Linked DNA regions of Mus musculus: region 2 is linked to region 1. The links are chromatin contacts, called in public promoter capture Hi-C maps. All regions are on one chromosome and are shown on one strand. Each heading gives the region's core, a stretch centred on a gene start, on an enhancer-like site or on the middle of the called end of the contact. The rest is flanking DNA. Distances are from core to core; before and after follow the strand shown.

Region 1 (5,101 bases), core at 1,077-3,576:
GACTCACAACCTAGTCTAACTCCAGAGGGGATCTAACAACACCTCTGTCTCCTTAGGCATCCTCAGACACCTACAATCTACACTCACGTGCACACACAATCCACAGACACACAAACATATCATTAAAAATAAAAACATTAATTATTTTTGTTTGTTTGTTTATTTCTCCAGGCAGGGTTTCTCTGCCCTGAAACTTGCTCTGTAGACCAGGCTAGCCTGGAACTCACAGAGATCTGCTGTCTTTGCCTCCTGAGTGCTGGGATTAAAGACGTGTGTCATTACCATTTAACATAAAATTAAATCTTAATAAGGTCAATGCTGGTGGTGTGTACCTGTGCACAAAGGAACATGCACACACATGCAGAGAGTGGTGAGATGAAGGGGGGTATATTAACTAATTAAATCAACACTTAAGCATTACAAAATATTACAAAATGTAAAATCGTACACACACACACACACACACACACACACACACACAGGGTCTGGCTCTGTATCCTCCCTCCTAACTCTGATTCCCAAGTCCTAGGGTTAAGGGATGCTCTACTAAGCCCATCAACAACACTACATTGAAATACTGAAAATTTCAGCTGTATTTATGGAAAAAAAAAAAAAAAAGACTAGTCAGATGTGATACCCATGTATGACCCCTGTAGGCTTGAGAGGGCAAACCTACTCCATCTTGGGACTGGCCTCCATCTTAAAGAAAAAAAAAAAAAAAGCCTGAGAACTTGACCTACAGCAGAACCCAAGCTACTCCCAAGTACCAGGAAGGACCCCACAGCTTGTCCTTAGCCCATACCCCAGAGTTACCGCTCCCTAGCTACTTCTTAGCAACAGTTAACCAAAGATTAATATGATTATTTCAAATGTACTTTCAGACCTTTGGTCTTGTTTCAGAACACCCACCTGTCAGCTTACAATAGACATTCAGTTAGATATTGCCAGGTTTGGGACACTCTCACCTACTCCCATTTCCTATAAAACCTTGTCCTGCTGAGGGTTCCAGGCTGCTCTGCCTTCTCTTCCTGTCCTGCTGTAAGGGTTGGGTTGGGGGAGAACCCAAGCCCAAGCTTGTAATAAAGAGATAAGAGCCCCAAGTGCTATTACATCAGAAACGGCTCCTAGGTGGTCTTTGGGAGTTCGTGAATGCTTTCTGGCACAACAGGCTCGGGCAGGAGTATTGCAACCAGTTTGAGGTCAGTCAGTAAAATAGCAAGACCTTTATCTGAAAATTAATTAATTAAAGATTTAACATAAACTGGGAATAAAGGCTAAGCATGGTGGTGCACACCTTTAATCCCAGCACTTGGGAGGCAGAGGCAGGCAGATTTCTGAGTTCGAGGCCAGCCAGGTCCACACAGTGAGTTCCAGGACAGTTAGGGCTACACAGAGAAACCCTGTCTCGAAAAAACCAAAAAAAAAAAAAAAAAAAAAAAAAAAAAAAGACAGCCTGGTCTAGAGAGTTAGTTCCAGGACAGCCAGGGGTAGAGAGAGAAACCCTGTCTGGAAAAAACAAAAGAACGAAAACGAATGACATTCCTTTGAACACCTAACTTTATGTGTTTTACAGATGTGATAGCTAAGGGGTTCAGAAAGGCTAAGGACGACACACGGCTAGAAAAATGTCAGAACTAGCTCTAAACCTAGCTTACAGGAGACATTTCCCACACTCCAGAACTATCATAGGCCTTCAGATGACGTTTGGATAGTAAGTCCAGGCAGGCGATTCTAGAAGATTGTCCACTGCATACTGTAGAGCTGCTGCTTAAGAGCAGGCCCAGGGGTCAGGCTACATACAGAGTAAAGACTTTAATCACACAGATGGCAAAATGCCCGCTTCTTTATCTTGTATTGGATGCTGGACGTCGCTCATTTATTTACTTCCGTTTCCAAGCTGGGAATTGCTTGGCTCCCTCAGCTTTGTAAAGAGGGGAGTTGTGGTGCAAGGGAGAGAAAAAGGCGAGTGGGACCCACACGGAGGGCTAAGAAGGGAGAGAGATGCTGCTTTCGCTTCAAGACCCTCTGGACCGAACACCTTTCTCTCCCAGCACGGTTCAGCAATAACTCCAGGGAAATCAAAAGCAGGGACGGCGAGCGGGGATCGACAGACTCGCAGGCGCGCTGAGATGCTCATCTTGGTCCTTGCTTTTTCTTGAGGCGGCCACGCTGCACCGCCTCCGGAGCGGCCGGGCTGTCCCCGCTGTCCCCATCGTCGCCACTGGCTGGCTTGCGCATTACGTGCCGGGCCACCTTGTATTCGGGCTCGCCCACACGCGGCACAGCCCGCACCAAGAACTGGCCGCCGCGCTTGGTGACGCGCACGTCGGTGCGTGGGTAGGTGCCGTAGACGCGCCGCAAGTCGCGGCGCACGGCGTCCGGCAGCGGTAGGGGCGGACCCCGCATGCGCTCCACGCGGCCCCAGCGCAGTTGCAGCTGCAGGCTGCTGCCCTCCGGCCACGCAGCGTCGCGCCCGGGCTGGGATGGCGCGGACACGGCGGAGGCGGGGAACGACGAGCCGGGGGCCGCGGCATCCGGCGGTGGGAAGGCCCACCAGGGCAGCGTGGAAGAGGCCAGGGCCGCGCCTGCACCATGGAAGCAGTGGAGTTCTCGCGGGGCCGTGCTCAGGCCCACCGGCCGGCTGCAGAAGTTGTGGGTCTGGATAGGTGGCAGCAGCAGAGGGGCGGGCAGGTAGGTGTAGGTGAGAGTCTGCAGCCGAGGCCAGACGCCCTCCCTGGGCGGCAGGCAGACGTAAGAATACATGACCTAGAACTCAGATGGCGGGCATTTTTACTGGGTCCAGACCTGTGATGGATGGGTATGGATATATAATTCATAATAAGCACGTGTCACTGGTCCCCCAGCTCTTGCCTGAGTTTCGTGTGACTGCCTGATGGCTTTGAGAAACCTTTCCTGGGTCAGGGGTTCTGCTCCCCTCCTCCTCATCAGATATTCCCGGGCCGGGGATGTAGGTCTGTCAATACAGAAACAGACATGCACAAACACCTGTGTTCGGTCCCCAGCACCACATAAGCGGGTGTGGTAGATCCTGCCTGTAATCCCATGACTCCTAGAGTAGAGGCAGCAAGACCAGGCCTTCAGGTCATCCTGTTTCAGAACAGCCTGGGCTACAGGAGACCCTAACAATCTGTTCGCATTCCTTTTAGGCTCCGCCCCACAGTTACCTGGCAACAGCCAGGTATGCCTGACTCATTATAAAAGGGACTGCTTGCCCCTCTCCTCACTGTCTTGCTGGCTCTGTGGATCTCTTCCCATTCCCCTCTCCCTCTCCCCATTCCTCCCTCTCCCCATCTCTCCCCCCCCCCGCCTTTATCTCCCTCAACTCCCCTCCCCATGCTCTATATATGGCTGGTACCTCTGGGGGAAGGGATGCCATAGCATGGGCCCACCATACCGCTCCTCTCCCAAACATATCCCTGGCTTCATATATATATGTATGGCACGACACAGTTGCTCTCCAGGCTTCTGAGCCCCCAGCCCTTGTTATCTTTCCCCTTGTAACCATCCATTCACTTGCCTCCTTCAGCCTCATGGGATTGTTCTCCAGTCTTTGGGAGAGGCAGAACCGTCCAGAATAAAGCTTCTTCCCACTGCTTTTCAGTGCTGTTTTCCCCTTCCATGCCCAGCCCGAGCCACACCTCCCTGTTACTAGGCAGAGAGAAACACCTTGAGCTGGCTTGGAGCCACCAGTCTGTCCACAGCTTCAACTGCCTGAGCTCACAGATGGCACTCCCTAGAATACTGAACACTTCCCAACGATTTCTAATCAGGTCCCTGCGGTTACCTACATGGTGACTCTCCAGCCGCCTGCAACTCCACTTTCAGGGGGGGGTCTGATCTCCGAGGGCTCCTACACATATGCAGTGCACAGATTCCTGGAAGCAAACTTAGGGATAAAATGACTATCGAGTCGTTAAAAGAGCATTCTGGGTGACATAAAACCAGTGTAATTACTTCAAACATGAAAGAGGTCCAGAGTCCTACTGATGCCATCCAGGAAACACCACTCACCACTTGGCTTTAGAGATGGAGGGAGTACCGAGAGCAAGGAGTACAGGCAGTGTCTGGAAATCGGAAAGCATGAGGCAATAGATTAAACCACAGAAGCTGCAGAGGGGAACTGAGTCCAGCCAACACCTTCCTGGTTAGCCAGTGGGACCCATTTCAGACTTCCAGTTTCCCACAACTGTTAGGTTTGTCTTACACCCTTGGGCTTTCAGTTTATATACCACCAAAAGGACATAATGTTTGTAACTTTGCCCTCTAACCAGCACCCGAGAAATATCCAGGATTACCCATGAGTTCATCTCACCCCATCAGGACTGGTCATCCTTTCTACCTGTTTGTACTTCCTCAAGGAATCTAGTCTTACCTGGTTGGTGAACAGGCTCACCCCAGACCCAGCTCAAGCCAGAACTGAGAAGGCAAAGAGCCTATGTGTTACATTGGTGCCTTCATGCTTCTCTGGTCTGGGGAGTTTTTAGGTACAATGAAGGATCAAGCTGTGGGGTGGTATTTCTTCATCCCGATTCTAGAAATGCTACACTTTCGTCTTTTCAAAACAGTTAACTTAATTTCATGTGTATGTGTGTGTGCCTGAGTGTATGTCTGTCCACTAGGTGTGTGCAGGAGCCCTCAGAGGTCAGAAAAGGGAGGGGTTCAGTCCCCTAGGACTGCAGTTATAGATGGATGGTTGTAAGCTGTCACATGGGTACTGGGAATTGAACATGGGTCCTCTGGAAGAACAGGCTGTGTGCTCTTCATTGATGAGCCGGCTGTCCTGTGTTCTTCCTCACCTCTGGAGACGGCGTCTAGTGGTGCAGTGCTGGGTGGCCTGCAGCTCTATGATTTCTTCTTTTTAGTTTGTGTGTCTATATGTGTATATACATACTTCTGTTCAGACCTTCTTGTTCTACTCTACTTCTGTTCAGACATCTCTCTCTGTCTCTCTCTTTCTCTCTCTCCCCATCTCTGTCTCTCTCCCTGTCTCTGTCTCTCCCTGTCTCTCTGTTTGTGTGCATGGATGTGTGTCCTGGAGGCCAGAGGGTCTAATGCCCCTACAGCTGGAGTTTCAGTCAGA
Region 2 (5,101 bases), core at 893-3,392, 200 kb after region 1:
CTTCACACTCTGCAGCCTTCTGCTGGCCCTGCTCATTCTGACCAATGTTAGCAATGATGAGTGCACCACGATTACTTACGAGAATATCAGTATTTTCAAAATAACTTCTCCAGTATGGTCTGATTTTCCTCTGCCCGCCAATGTCCCATACATTCAGCTTAAAACCTTGTGACTGCACGCTTTTGATGTTAAATCCCTGAAAGAGACGGGATAAAAATAACAACATCAAAAAAAAGACCAATTAATTCTTACAAAGTCACATTTAATAGTACATGAAAGATGGGGACCGAACCTGTGGCCTCAGGTATATAACACACATGCTGCACCAGTAAGCTACATGGCCAGACTTTTTCCTTTTTTTTCCTTTTTCCTTTTTTTTCCTTTTTCCTTTTTTTTCCCTTTTTCCTTTTTTTCCTTTTTCCTTTTTTTCCTTTTTCCTTCTTTTCCTTTCCTTTCCTTTCTTTTTTCCCTTTTTCCTTTCCTTTCAGACCCCAGTCCCAAAAATAAGAGTAACAAGGGCTCTATCTAACTCCTAAGCCATACTCCCAAATATGATACAATGTGATACTCTTAATGCTGCAAACACCTTGATAGTTTATTTCATTCAGTAGAATCCTTGTTATTAATGTTGAGACAAGAAGACTACTTTCTTTCCTTCCTTCCTTCTTTTTATTCTTTTCCTCAGTTAAGCTTTCATGTAGCCAAGGCTGGGCTGGAAGTTGCTAAGTAGCAGAGGATGGACCCCTGTCTCCTGCTTTCCTTCTCCAATACCTGGCTCACATGATGCTTTTTAATAAGAAATATATACACTATGACTGGGGTGCAGCCTGGAGGCAGGGAGCTTGCCTAACATTCTCAGGCCCCAGGTTCCATCTTTCAAAAGCCATGAAAAAAAATCCATATTGTGTCGGGAGGTAGAGGTAGGCAGATTTCTGAGTTTGAGGCCAGCCTGGTCTACAGAATGAGTTCCAGGACAGCCAGGGCTATACAGAGAAACCATGTCTCAAAAAACAATAACAACAACAAAAAAAAAAAACCAAAAAAAAATCCATATTGTGTATTTGCAAATCTCTATGTTGCTAAGGATAATGGGACATGGAATTACCTGTGATCAGCATAGACTCTCCTCATGAGGTCTTCAGGACGGTAAGTTTAACAGGATGGGATGTGTGTGAGAGAGAAAGCAGAAGCTGAGGCAAGAGCAAGCAAACCTGGAGGCTCTAAAGTGATGTCTCATGGGTCAACAGGGAGACAGGAGCTGAGCTGTGGCACTGGGGGCGGCGGGGGGGGGGGGGGGGTTTGTAGCTGGGCTGTCAGGAGTGAGGAAACAGCAAAAGTCTCAGAAGTGGTGGCCTCAGTCACAGACCATGTCGGGAGCCAACAAGGGCTCACTTGAAACTGCTTTAGGAGGTACCTTAGATGAACTTGAAAAGAAAAACCTCTCCCAGGCATGGGATACAGGCTTTTTTTTTTTGGTGTTTTTGAGACAGGGTTTCTCTGTATAGTCTTGGCTGTCCTGGAACTCACTCTGTAGACCAGGCTGGCCTCGAACTCAGAAATCCACCTGCCTCTGCCTCCCAAGTGCTGGGATTAAAGGTGTGCACCACCACGCCCGGCTGGGATACAGGCTTTTAATCCCAGTACTCAAGAGAATTAATGCAGGAGGATTGCTGCAAGTTCAAAACCAGTGTGGTGGGCTACTTGATGAGTTCCAGGCTAGCCAGGGCTTTAGACTAAGAGCCTATCACAAAAAATAAAATGGATAAAAATGAATAAAAAGAAAATAAAAGAAAGAAATTAAGGAATGAAGAAAGAAGGAAGGGAAAAACTTTGTTTTTAGTATTCAGAGTAAAACTCAGGGAAAGCAAGTCATGGCAACGGGGAATTAGTGGAGAGAGAAACAAACTAACGAGACCTTTGGGGTTCAGGAGGAAGGCACTGCATAAGAAAGAGGGAAAACATATTCTCTGGCAAGAATGATGCAGGGAATCCAGGATTTGAATATCCAATCAATACTTTGCTACAACATCCCTGACATTTCATCAGAGTAACTGGAATTATGTGGGTCTGGGGATGCCTCCAAAACCAGCTGCTTCACCTGGCAGCTTGCCAGCACTGCTGCCTGGAATACCAGGCCTGGCCCGGCGCAGTGGGACAGGCGGCGTTGTTGCTTGGTTCCACAGAGGAGAACTGGGTACTGTGCTGAATAGGGCTCTTCTAAGTCACCCACGACTGAATGACTATCCCTTCAAGAACTCTGAAGGGAAATGGCTCCAGCTTATCAGGGAAGTGACAGCGGTTGCTTCACGACAACAAACGTGTGTGCATCTGAGATATTCTCCTTTCTGTCCGTTCTTCTACGTCTGCTGCTGTTGCTGCTGCTTCTCCTCCCCCCTCCCCCTTCTTCCTACTCTTCCTTCCTTTTTTGAGATCGGATCTATGTAGTCCAGGATGGCCTTGAACTCACTATGCGGTGGCTGAGAAGACCATGAACTTCTGATTCTCCTGCCTCCATCTATTGCTAGGACTGTGTCGCCATGCCCAGCCATAATTTGAAAATTCTACTCCTCAGCAATACTATTAAATATAGAACTGAGTACTACTGAGCCCTTTCTGGAATACAACAAACTAAACAGTTGTAAATGCTGTGATGTGACCAGATGTATCATTTCCTTAAACTTCTGGCTTTTCTGGTTTTGTTTCTTCTGTGCTAGGGATTGAAGCCAGACAAACTAGGCAGTGCCTTAAACTTAAACTCAAGCCAGTGATGGCAGAGAGGGTAAAGGTGTTTGCCACCAAGCAGGGCAACTGAATTCAGTCCCGGGACCTGCAGGGTGGAAGGGAAGCACCAATCCCTGTAAGCTGTGCTCTGATTTCCACATGCTCTGATCTTTGCATGTTCTGCTATGGTCCATGCCTGCAGTCTAACCCAAAATAAACAAGTGTAATTTTAAAAAGATAACTTATTAAACTTCTGTAAGTTACACTGAGTGTGGTGGTGCCTGCCTTTAATCCCAATTCTTGGAAGGCAAAGGCAGGTGAATTTCTTAAGCTGCAAGAAGCCTGGTCTACACACGGAGTATGTTCCAAGACAGCTAGGGCTACACAGAGAAACTCTATTTTGAAAACAAAACAAATTTTGTAATTCATCAGATCCATACAGCCTTCTAGGAGATTATTCTATGGAAATTATAACAAATAGGTACAAGCATACATAGACAGACAGACATCCACAAATGTGTGTGTCTGTGAGTGTGTACACCAGTATATAAGGATGTTCATGCTCTGGGGTGGTGTTCAGTGGCTAGAGTCCTTGCTTGCTTAGTATGTAGGAAGCCCTGGGTTTGATTCCCAGCACTGCACACAATCAGGTATGGAAGGGCACACTTGTAATCCCTATACATAGGAGGTAAAGGCAGCAGGATCAGAGTTTGGGGCCATCTTTAGCCATATATCATGTTTGAGGCTATGCTAGGATACATTAGACCTTGTTTAAGCAAAAACAACAAAACAAAAAGATGTTCATGATTACCTTTGAGTGAAAAAGATGATATAAAATACTATATTCTTTTTGTTTTCCTTCTTGAGACAGGGTTTCCTTGTGTAGCTCTAGCTGTCCTGGAACTCACTCTATGGACCAGGCTGGCCTCGAACTCAGATCAGCTTGCACCTACTCCAGAGTACTAGGATTTAAGGTATGTGCCATTGCCCCCTCAATTCCTCTGGGAAAATGCTATATTCTACACAATCTGCTTTTACATTTTAATTATTTTTGAGGTAAATCTTATTGTGTAGCCCTGGTCAGCCTGGAGCTCATTATGTAGACTAGTCTGACCCAAGACCCAGAGAGATCCTCTTGCCTCTCTCTGACTCTCAAATACTGGGTTTGAGGGTGTGCACAGCCTCGCTGGGATGCTTTTATCTTAAACATACCTATCACATATGTCCATATATGTGCACAGGAGAAACCTGAATGGTGACATTCCTAAACGCTATCGGTGGCTCTGTCTAATTGGCTGTTGTATTGCTGTGAAGAGACACTACGACCAAGGAAACTATCAGAAAAAGCATTTAGTTTGGGGCTGTCTTACACTCTCAGAGGTGTAGTCCATTATCGTGGTGGGGGGCACAGGGCACACAGTCAGACACAGTGCTGGGGTTGTAATTAAGAGCTACATCCTGACCTGAAGGCTGGCATCCCCTGTGACACACATCCTTCAAAAAGGCCACACCTCTTTGTCGTTCTCATCCACAAGCCTATGGAGGCCACTATTATCCCAACCGTGGCAGGCACTATACATATTCATATTTTCTTTTTTTTAAAAAAGATTTATTTTGTATTATATCTAAGTACACTGTAGCTGTCTTCAGATGCACCAGAAGAGGGCGTCAGATCTCATTACAGGTGATTGTGAGCCACCATGTGGTTGCTGGGATTTGAACTCAGGACCTTTGGAAGAGCAGTCGGTGCTCTTAACCACTGAGCCATCTCTCCAGCCCTTCTTTTTAAATTATAAACAAACATTCTTCCTTCTTACTCTGTGTGTTTATGTGTATTTGCACACGCGTGTGCAGGCGCGAGCGCACCACTGCTAAGTGTGGAGGACAAGCTCTCTCCTCACCATGCGGGTCCCAGGGATTGAACACATGTTACCTGGGTTGGCAGCAAGCCCCCTTTTCCACTGAGCCATCTCCTGAGCTGTTTTCCAGTGTCTCAACGTTACTTATTTCTGCTTTCTAAACTGACTACAATGAACAATCTAATGTCTTTTCAAATATTAAACAATACACTAAGAGTGTGTTTTTAGAGAATAAGCATGAAACCTCAACAATATAAAACCGGCCATCTACAGCACAGCAAACAGCCTGAAGGGAGGCACTGGGATGCTGAGTTATAACTGAAGACCCGCTCCGTCTGCACTCTCGAAGCCTCAGTGCTCTGGGAAATGCAGTCGATTGCTAATACTAACCCCCAGTCCTTCTCTTTCTGGCAGGCATCCTGACACACTAATATGTGTTTTCAGCCTTGTAGGCTAGACTGCTGTAATTTGCTCCTCCTTGGGCTATACATTAAATTTGTTCAGAAGCTGTAAAATTGCTC

The links. Promoter capture Hi-C pulls out the DNA fragments that hold promoters and counts their contacts.
Region 2: a promoter capture Hi-C map of fetal liver shows a contact between it and region 1, with 2.1 times the contacts expected there. The contact joins the enhancer-like site here to the promoter of 2310034G01Rik in region 1. A contact is called at or near these places in 7 of 39 promoter capture datasets (the 3T3-L1 cell line, the C10 cell line, embryonic stem cells and 4 more), 3 of 115 datasets of contacts at active chromatin or transcription factors (bone marrow-derived macrophages and embryonic stem cells) and 3 of 9 other capture datasets (adipose tissue, liver and pancreatic islet).

What each region holds. Positions count from the first base shown.
Region 1 is chr19:46,346,662-46,351,762 of GRCm38.p6, forward strand. It overlaps 2310034G01Rik (RIKEN cDNA 2310034G01 gene), which reads right to left and starts at 2,327. Exons shown (of 1, transcript NR_040418.1): 1 at 1,540-2,327.
Region 2 is chr19:46,551,494-46,556,594 of GRCm38.p6, forward strand. Arl3 (ADP-ribosylation factor-like 3) reads right to left here. Exons shown (of 6, transcript NM_019718.3): 3 at 80-196. Among named protein-coding and RNA genes, the nearest start is that of Arl3, 19 kb to the right of the region's middle. Within about 2 kb of position 2,143, at least 43 of the 459 cell types and tissues checked have an H3K27ac peak or open chromatin away from gene starts, as enhancers often do. A contact at or near this core is called in fetal liver, where this site is marked.